2 separate regions of the Mus musculus genome follow, and region 1 is linked to region 2. A link is a contact called in public HiChIP or PLAC-seq data. All regions are on one chromosome and are shown on one strand. The core of a region is the stretch at or near the end of the contact, and the rest is flanking DNA. Distances in the headings are between cores, read along the strand shown. Region 1 has its middle 29 kb from the start of Gm13869. Region 2 has its middle 65 kb from the start of Gm13869.

Region 1 (3,341 bases), core at 461-2,960, 94 kb before region 2:
ACAGAGATCTTGGTCTCTCTACATTCTGTTTTACTATACCCTGTGCAGACTTAACAAAATCATCTACCTACCAGTCTACATGCAAACCATGTGGCTAACTCAGTACAGGTGAGGATCCATTGACACTTGCAGCATCTTCTTCTAAACAAAAGAGTGAACACACCGAGGACAAGAGTCTGCTTACTGGCAGAGCTAACCTGCTCTGCAGTTTCTGGAGCACGCTTCCTTTGGTTCCTAAAGTATTCTTTCTATTTTGCTTAGAGTTGCTTTTCTTTTTCACACTCACTCCCATATCCATACCCATGCTTATGAACCATATGTGTTTATTCTTGTGACTCACATTTCAGTCCTTTAAAAAAGTAACCCATTGTCTTGTACTCGTTTATTTACTTATTTTTGATGCAGGGTCTTACTATATAGGCCCAAACAACCTGGAATTTGCAATCCTCCTGCATGTGCTAGATTAGAGTCATGTACCACCATGTCCAGCATAGAACTAGATTTTTCACTAATATGTCATTTGAATATATACTTCTCTCCATGTGCTTTATTTCAATTATATGCAAATTGTGTTTGATTGCGTATCTCAATCTATTTACTTTTCTCAGAGACATCTGTGAGAGTGCCCTCAGACTGCTATTTGCAGCAAGTCCACTGCTGCCCATTACCACATAGTCCCCCAAGGCTGGTGCTCCCATCAGCTGCCTTTCTCCTCTTCAGTAGACATGCTGGTTGTAGTCAATGTTCTGTGAATAGAGTGAACACTGTGTAGACACTCTCTTCTTGGGTTTGTAAAGAATTGAGTTGGGGAATATGGCCAGGTGTGTGGAACCACAGGATGTTGCCTCCTCCTCAAAATGCAAAAGGGGTCTCATGACTCCTTATCCTCACCTACACCCTTCTTTCGCTCCCCTCCCCTCCTTTTCCTTCCTTCTCTCCCCTCCCCTTTGATTTTCTTCCCTTCATCTGCCCTCCCTCCCTCCCTCCCTCCCTCCCTCCCTCCCTCCCTCCCTCCCTCCTTTCCTTCTTTTCTTCCTTCCTTCCTTCCTTCCTTCCTTCCTTCCTTCCTTCCTTCCTTCCATCCCTCCCTCTCTGTCACAGGGTACAACTAAGAAGTCACAATGGTATTTTTCTTCATTTACGGTTCACACATAACTTAGTCTTAAACCCACCCTTGTTTGTATAGTTAGATAGGGAGCTAATTTTCTTCATCTTAGACTTTCCTAGTTTCCCACTGACCTTTGTTGACCAAGTGTTGCCCCCAGCGGATTGGTGGTCAGTTTACTTATTGTCATCTGCTGATCTTCTCCTGTCTACTCTGTTCTGTTGGCTACTTTGTTTCTAATCCAATATCAAAATTTTTATTATTGGTTTTTAATGTGCCCTAAAGTCAATGTCTTGGTCATCTGTGAGTCAATATAAATTTCCAATAATCACGTTACTTAAAAATATCCAGGTGGAATTTTAATTGGATAACATTAAATGTGTACCTGAAACCCAAGGAAAATTCTGGCTGTTGGTGACCTTGTGATCCCTGGTCTTGGGCCAGGTTTGGCACTTGGGGTTGGCAATGCCAGAACATCTGGTGAAGCCAGCACTTCAAGGCACTCCTCGGCTCCTGGAAATCAGCGCCCTGGGGATGACTCATGGTATCATGAAAAGCTGCTGATCTCATGAGTTTCAGAAACCATTGCACTGTTGGGCAGGGACTCTCAGCTGGATGCCATGCTGACGGCTGCCCGGAGGAACACCTCTCACTTCTTCTAAGGTGGTGACATAGCCAGAAACTGGTTCCCATCTAAACCCTGGAAAGTACCATGGGTGAGGCCATGTCCACACATGTCAGGACCTTTCTGAGATTGTTATCTTCATAGTCCCCAAAACCACTTTCCACCAAGCCTAGCTCACTTGAATGGAGAAAATAAATTCAATTTTGTTGACTTCCATCCCTTGTTATTACTAAAGGAATGCGTGCTAACCACACCCCACAGGAAGAAAAGGCTTAATTGTTCTGCTTTCAGAAAACATAAAAATGAGTTGGCCTTTCTGAACAACAAAGGAGAATTAAAGGAAAAGAAATCTGGAGGCAGAGAAAAAACAAACAAAACAAAAAATAAAGCTAAAGCCAACCCATGAGCCAAGAGAGGACCAGTGCTCAAATCTTGGCCTTTTCTCTTCTAGATTCTTTTTTTAATTAATTATTTTATTTATTTACACCCCATCCTGGTCCCTACCCCCTCCTAGAGTTCTTCACCCCATCCCTCCCTCCCCTTCACCTCTGAGGGAGTGCCCATCACCCCAGCATCCCTCTTCCCTGGGGCATCAAGTCTCTACAGGATTAGGCACATCCTCTCCCACTGGGGCCAGATGAGGCAGTCAGTCCTCTGCTACATATGTGTCAGGGGCCTCGTCTGATTATGTAATTTGTAAGTGTCTACACGAAGGACTTGGTATAACTTTTATTTTGTAGAAGATCTCTTTTGCTTTGCAGAAGGTTATTAATTGCAGCATTTAAAATTAATCAATATTTTCCTTATGAATTCTTTCTCTCACATGGTGTTTCAGAAAAAGACATTTCAGTGCTGAGCTCATACGGGTATTCAGTCCTGTTTTACAATTTTTAAAAAATAATTTTTGCCTTTTTAATTTTGCTTTTAAGTTTATCCAGAATTTTCTGTGTGCAAGGAGAGGTAAAGAATTACTGTAGGAACTCTGACAGCTACCCAGAGCTTTTATCAATAGTTCTTCATATTTTTAATTACATACTAAGAAACAAAATGTTAGTTTTGTCTCAGTGCAGACCTGCCTATCACTAACTTAGTATTTCTTCCTTTTTGCTTTCAACATATTTTCTCTGTATATTTAGTGTTTTAACTGTAATATACAACTTTCGTTTCTTCCCAAACCTGGCTCCACCTTTCTCTTTAAAATGTCTGTTACTAGAAACACAATACCAGTTTCTTAGGCTCTCTGTCTTTTATTATTATTATTATTTTTATTAGATATTTTCTTTATTTACATTTCAAACGCTATCCCCTTTCCTAATTTCCCCTCTGAAAACCCCCTATCCCCTCTCCCCTCCCCCCTTCCCCTGCTCACCAACCCACCCACTCCCTCTTCCTGTCCCTGGCATTCCTCTATACTGGGGTACAGAACCTTCATAGGACCAACGACATCTCTTCCCATTGATGACCAACCAGGCCATCCTCTGCTATATATGTAGCTGGAGCCATGAGTCCCACCATGTGTACTCTTTGGTTGGTGGTTTAGTCTCAGGGAGCTCTGGAGATACTTGTTAGTTCATATTGTTGTTCCTCATCTGCTGTCACCTGAGTTTTTGA
Region 2 (3,232 bases), core at 9-2,508:
CTCTGGGTGCATCTTTGAGAGTATTTCAAGAAAAAGTTTAACTAAGGAGGAAAGTCCCACTAAGAATTTGCATGGCATCAACCCACGGTGGGTACTAGACGGAATAAGAAGAAAGCCAGCCAAGCAGCCTGTATCCCCCTTTGCTTGTTTACAGATGCAATGTGACCACCTGTTTCCGGATCCTGCAGACTTGACTTCCCTATCATGACAAACTGTACTATTAAACTGTAAGCTGAAAGAAATCTACTTCCTCACATTGCCTTTGGTCAAGTATTTTGTCCCGGCAGTAAGAAGAGCGACCAACACCAAGTCCTGGGTCTTTATCTTCCGCATAGCAAGGAGTGGGCTGTGTTGCGTAGGTGGCAGATTCTGCTCAGATTTGAAACCTTGAAACTTGTAGACTGTAATTCTCTCAGCTTTGGTGTGGAGCTTGGAGGAGTATACCCACTATAGTTTGGAAACTTAGAAATCAATGTGCTGATATAGGTAATGCCTATGGTGACTGCGCCACTGGGCTCAGGCTGCATATGGTTTGTGGAATTATGTGTTTTCAGTTCCTGTTGCTGAGACTACTATAGCTGACAGAGGTATAGTCAAATCAATCACTAGTGAGCAAAGGGCCCCTGAAATCAGGAAAATTAGCTACAAGCAGGACACAGACCTGCCATTAAATCTCCCTGTGACACTAGGCAGGTCACCAGATCCAAAAAACACAGGATCTGACCATAAAGAGTTAAATGAAATGGACTCGACTCGAGACCTCAGTGGCTACTTCTTCCTTTTTGCGGGGGAGGGGGGCTCAAATTGGTGTTTGGGAGGGGAATACAAGGTCTACCCTACTCTGTTTCTCAGGGCTTCTCTGCCAAACTTGAAATCTTGCCCCTTGCCCTATCATCCCAGGATGCTGGGTGGGGAGGACACTGGGGAACCTGAGTAGAGGGTGTCTGCTGAATGCAAGTACTGTGGCAGTTACTGCCCTTAGCCCTTTCTCTCTGCAGGTGAGGATGCTGAGGCTCAAGGGTAGGAAAGGGTCTATCTATCATTACATCGAGGGCCACTGAGCTGAGCTGGGACCCATTTTCTTATGCTCTATTTGCTACACCCAGCTTCTTCTCTATCCAAGTAAGATGTGAGGGGCACAAGTAAGGGACGGTGCCTGGACTTGGAACGGGAGAAGTCTTGTTTAGCACTGAAGCACCAAGCACAGACCCTTGTCACTTCAGCTTGCAAAGAGGTCAGTATCCAAGAAACAGGAAACCACACTGCAGTCAAGGATGACTGTGCGATTTTGGAGAATCTGCTTAACCATTGCTTCTCCTCTCTTCATCCCCAGATAGTCTTAAGGATTTTCTGTCCTCAAGCTATTTGTGCAAAGGGGACAAAACTGTTTCTGTTCAGCCACAGTGGGACTGCCTGGCTATCTCCTCCTGGTGGATTCCTTCTGATTCTTTCAGCTCCATTCAAAGAGGTGTGTGCCACCCTTGGGTTATTTCTTTCCCAGGAAGTGAGCAAAACCCTGCTCAGGAGAACTCCAAAGTAGACAGGTATGGTATGTACCTGTGTCCCTAGTGCTTGGGAGACTGGGGTAGAAGGTTTGCAATTTGGAGGTTGCCATGGACTGTAGACAGAATTCCAGACCAGATTGGGCTATACAGTGAGTCTTGAAAGAAAGAAAAGGATAGAAACTCACACCTACGAATTCAAAGCCCAAATGACTATTGGAGCAATCCAGAAAGCAAGCACCTGCTGCCCTAGTCAATGGGCCCATTATGCATGGCTAACTCCACAGGAGAACACTGTGTCTCTGAGGGCCTGGCCATAACTGGTCCTACCTGTTTCAAGTCAGTACATTCTGTTTGCTGGAGGGATGAAGGCAGAGCAGCACGCACTACCACCTCATCATCGTAAATGCCATTTCGGGTTAATGATTACCGCGCACAGTACTACTGTAGTCCAACTGCACACACAGCATGCCCTTCCCATGGAGTCTGGCAGGCAGTGCATAAAGGGTACCATTGTGTGTGTTTGGGGAGAAAGGGAGAGGAGCCTGCAGGTGCCAAGTGTGGTCTCACAGCTCATGGGCTCAGGAGCGGGGAGGTGGGGACACTGTGCACATATTTTCTTGTTTTATAAGATAATCTATTTACATTCACTATTGACACTGGGGTACTGTTACTGGAGCTGGGATTCCTGTTGCTCAGTAAAATATCCTATCAGCCTAACCTGACATTACAGAACATCAGTGAGATCCCACAACTGCTGTTCCTGCCTCTGGCTAGAACTGGTTCTTTCGTACTGAGGGCCATTCTCTTCTTGCTAGGGCATCGTGCAGGCCTGCCTGCAGATTTACCAGTGGGGGTGTCTCTAACCGCCTGGATGGCTGAAGTTAATGGCTCTCAGGCCCCAACCAGCCCCTTCTGCCTGCCAGAGACAAAGCAGGAATGTTCCCCTCCCAAGGTCTCAGTTTACGGGCCTTTAACATTGATAATTAAGCAAGGTTTGCCACCTGCACACCTCTTCCCAAGACAGTCCCGACAATGCCTTTAATCAGCCCAGTCGCGGCGCCACCTGTTTCTATTGCCGCCTCCGTTCAGAGGGGATTGCTCAGGGCTAGATGGCTATGACCTTGGCTGTGGCTGTGGGTCAGTGAAACCAGTGGAATGATTTCCTAAGTCCACAGAGACCCTCTTCTCTTGGGACAAATGAAAAAATTTCCAATGCCTGAAATGCCATTTTTGTGTATAGCATTACCCTTGCTTTCCTGGTGGTTGTCACATGGGATCCAGGTAACTCTGGGACAGTGCTAGTAGAAGTCTCTAGAATTGACTTGTGAGTGGGTTTGTGTGATTAGAAGAGGTATCACGGCATTCCTGCATGTTGGAGGTGAGAGAGCCACACTGAAAGTGATGAAAGAGAGGCCCAAGAGACCAAGGGAGGCTGACTCCAAACAGTCCACTGTGGCATCAGAGCCACCCCAGGAGTGTTTCCTGGGTGGTCCAAGATAAGAGTCTTGTTTCCTGTTTTTTTTAAAAGGAAAAAAAATAACAATGAAAGTGGCCATTCATACATATAGAGTCATAATAATTCTCATGAGGTTTGCCCACCAAGCAAAGAACATCCCTCCTCCTCTTTTGGGAATCTCTCCCTTTCACAGTTCTCACTATGATTCGGGGGACCTCCCTCTGGAGCTCAAGGCATCATCTAGGCCGGATCCATCAGGTCACCGTATCTG

Evidence for each region. HiChIP or PLAC-seq counts read pairs in DNA pulled down with a chosen protein or histone mark.
Region 1: an H3K27ac HiChIP or PLAC-seq map of bone marrow-derived dendritic cells shows a contact between it and region 2, with 2.1 times the contacts expected there. The contact joins two enhancer-like sites. A contact is called at or near these places in 4 of 484 Hi-C or Micro-C datasets (the AML12 cell line, bone marrow-derived dendritic cells, macrophages and 1 more) and 2 of 115 datasets of contacts at active chromatin or transcription factors (bone marrow-derived dendritic cells and kidney).

The regions. Positions count from the first base shown.
Region 1 is chr2:103,237,625-103,240,965 of GRCm38.p6, reverse strand. No RefSeq gene overlaps it. Among named protein-coding and RNA genes, the nearest start is that of Gm13869, 29 kb to the right of the region's middle. Within about 2 kb of position 1,710, at least 22 of the 459 cell types and tissues checked have an H3K27ac peak or open chromatin away from gene starts, as enhancers often do. A contact at or near this core is called in bone marrow-derived dendritic cells, where this site is marked.
Region 2 is chr2:103,143,282-103,146,513 of GRCm38.p6, reverse strand. No RefSeq gene overlaps it. Among named protein-coding and RNA genes, the nearest start is that of Gm13869, 65 kb to the left of the region's middle. Within about 2 kb of position 1,258, at least 84 of the 459 cell types and tissues checked have an H3K27ac peak or open chromatin away from gene starts, as enhancers often do. A contact at or near this core is called in bone marrow-derived dendritic cells, where this site is marked.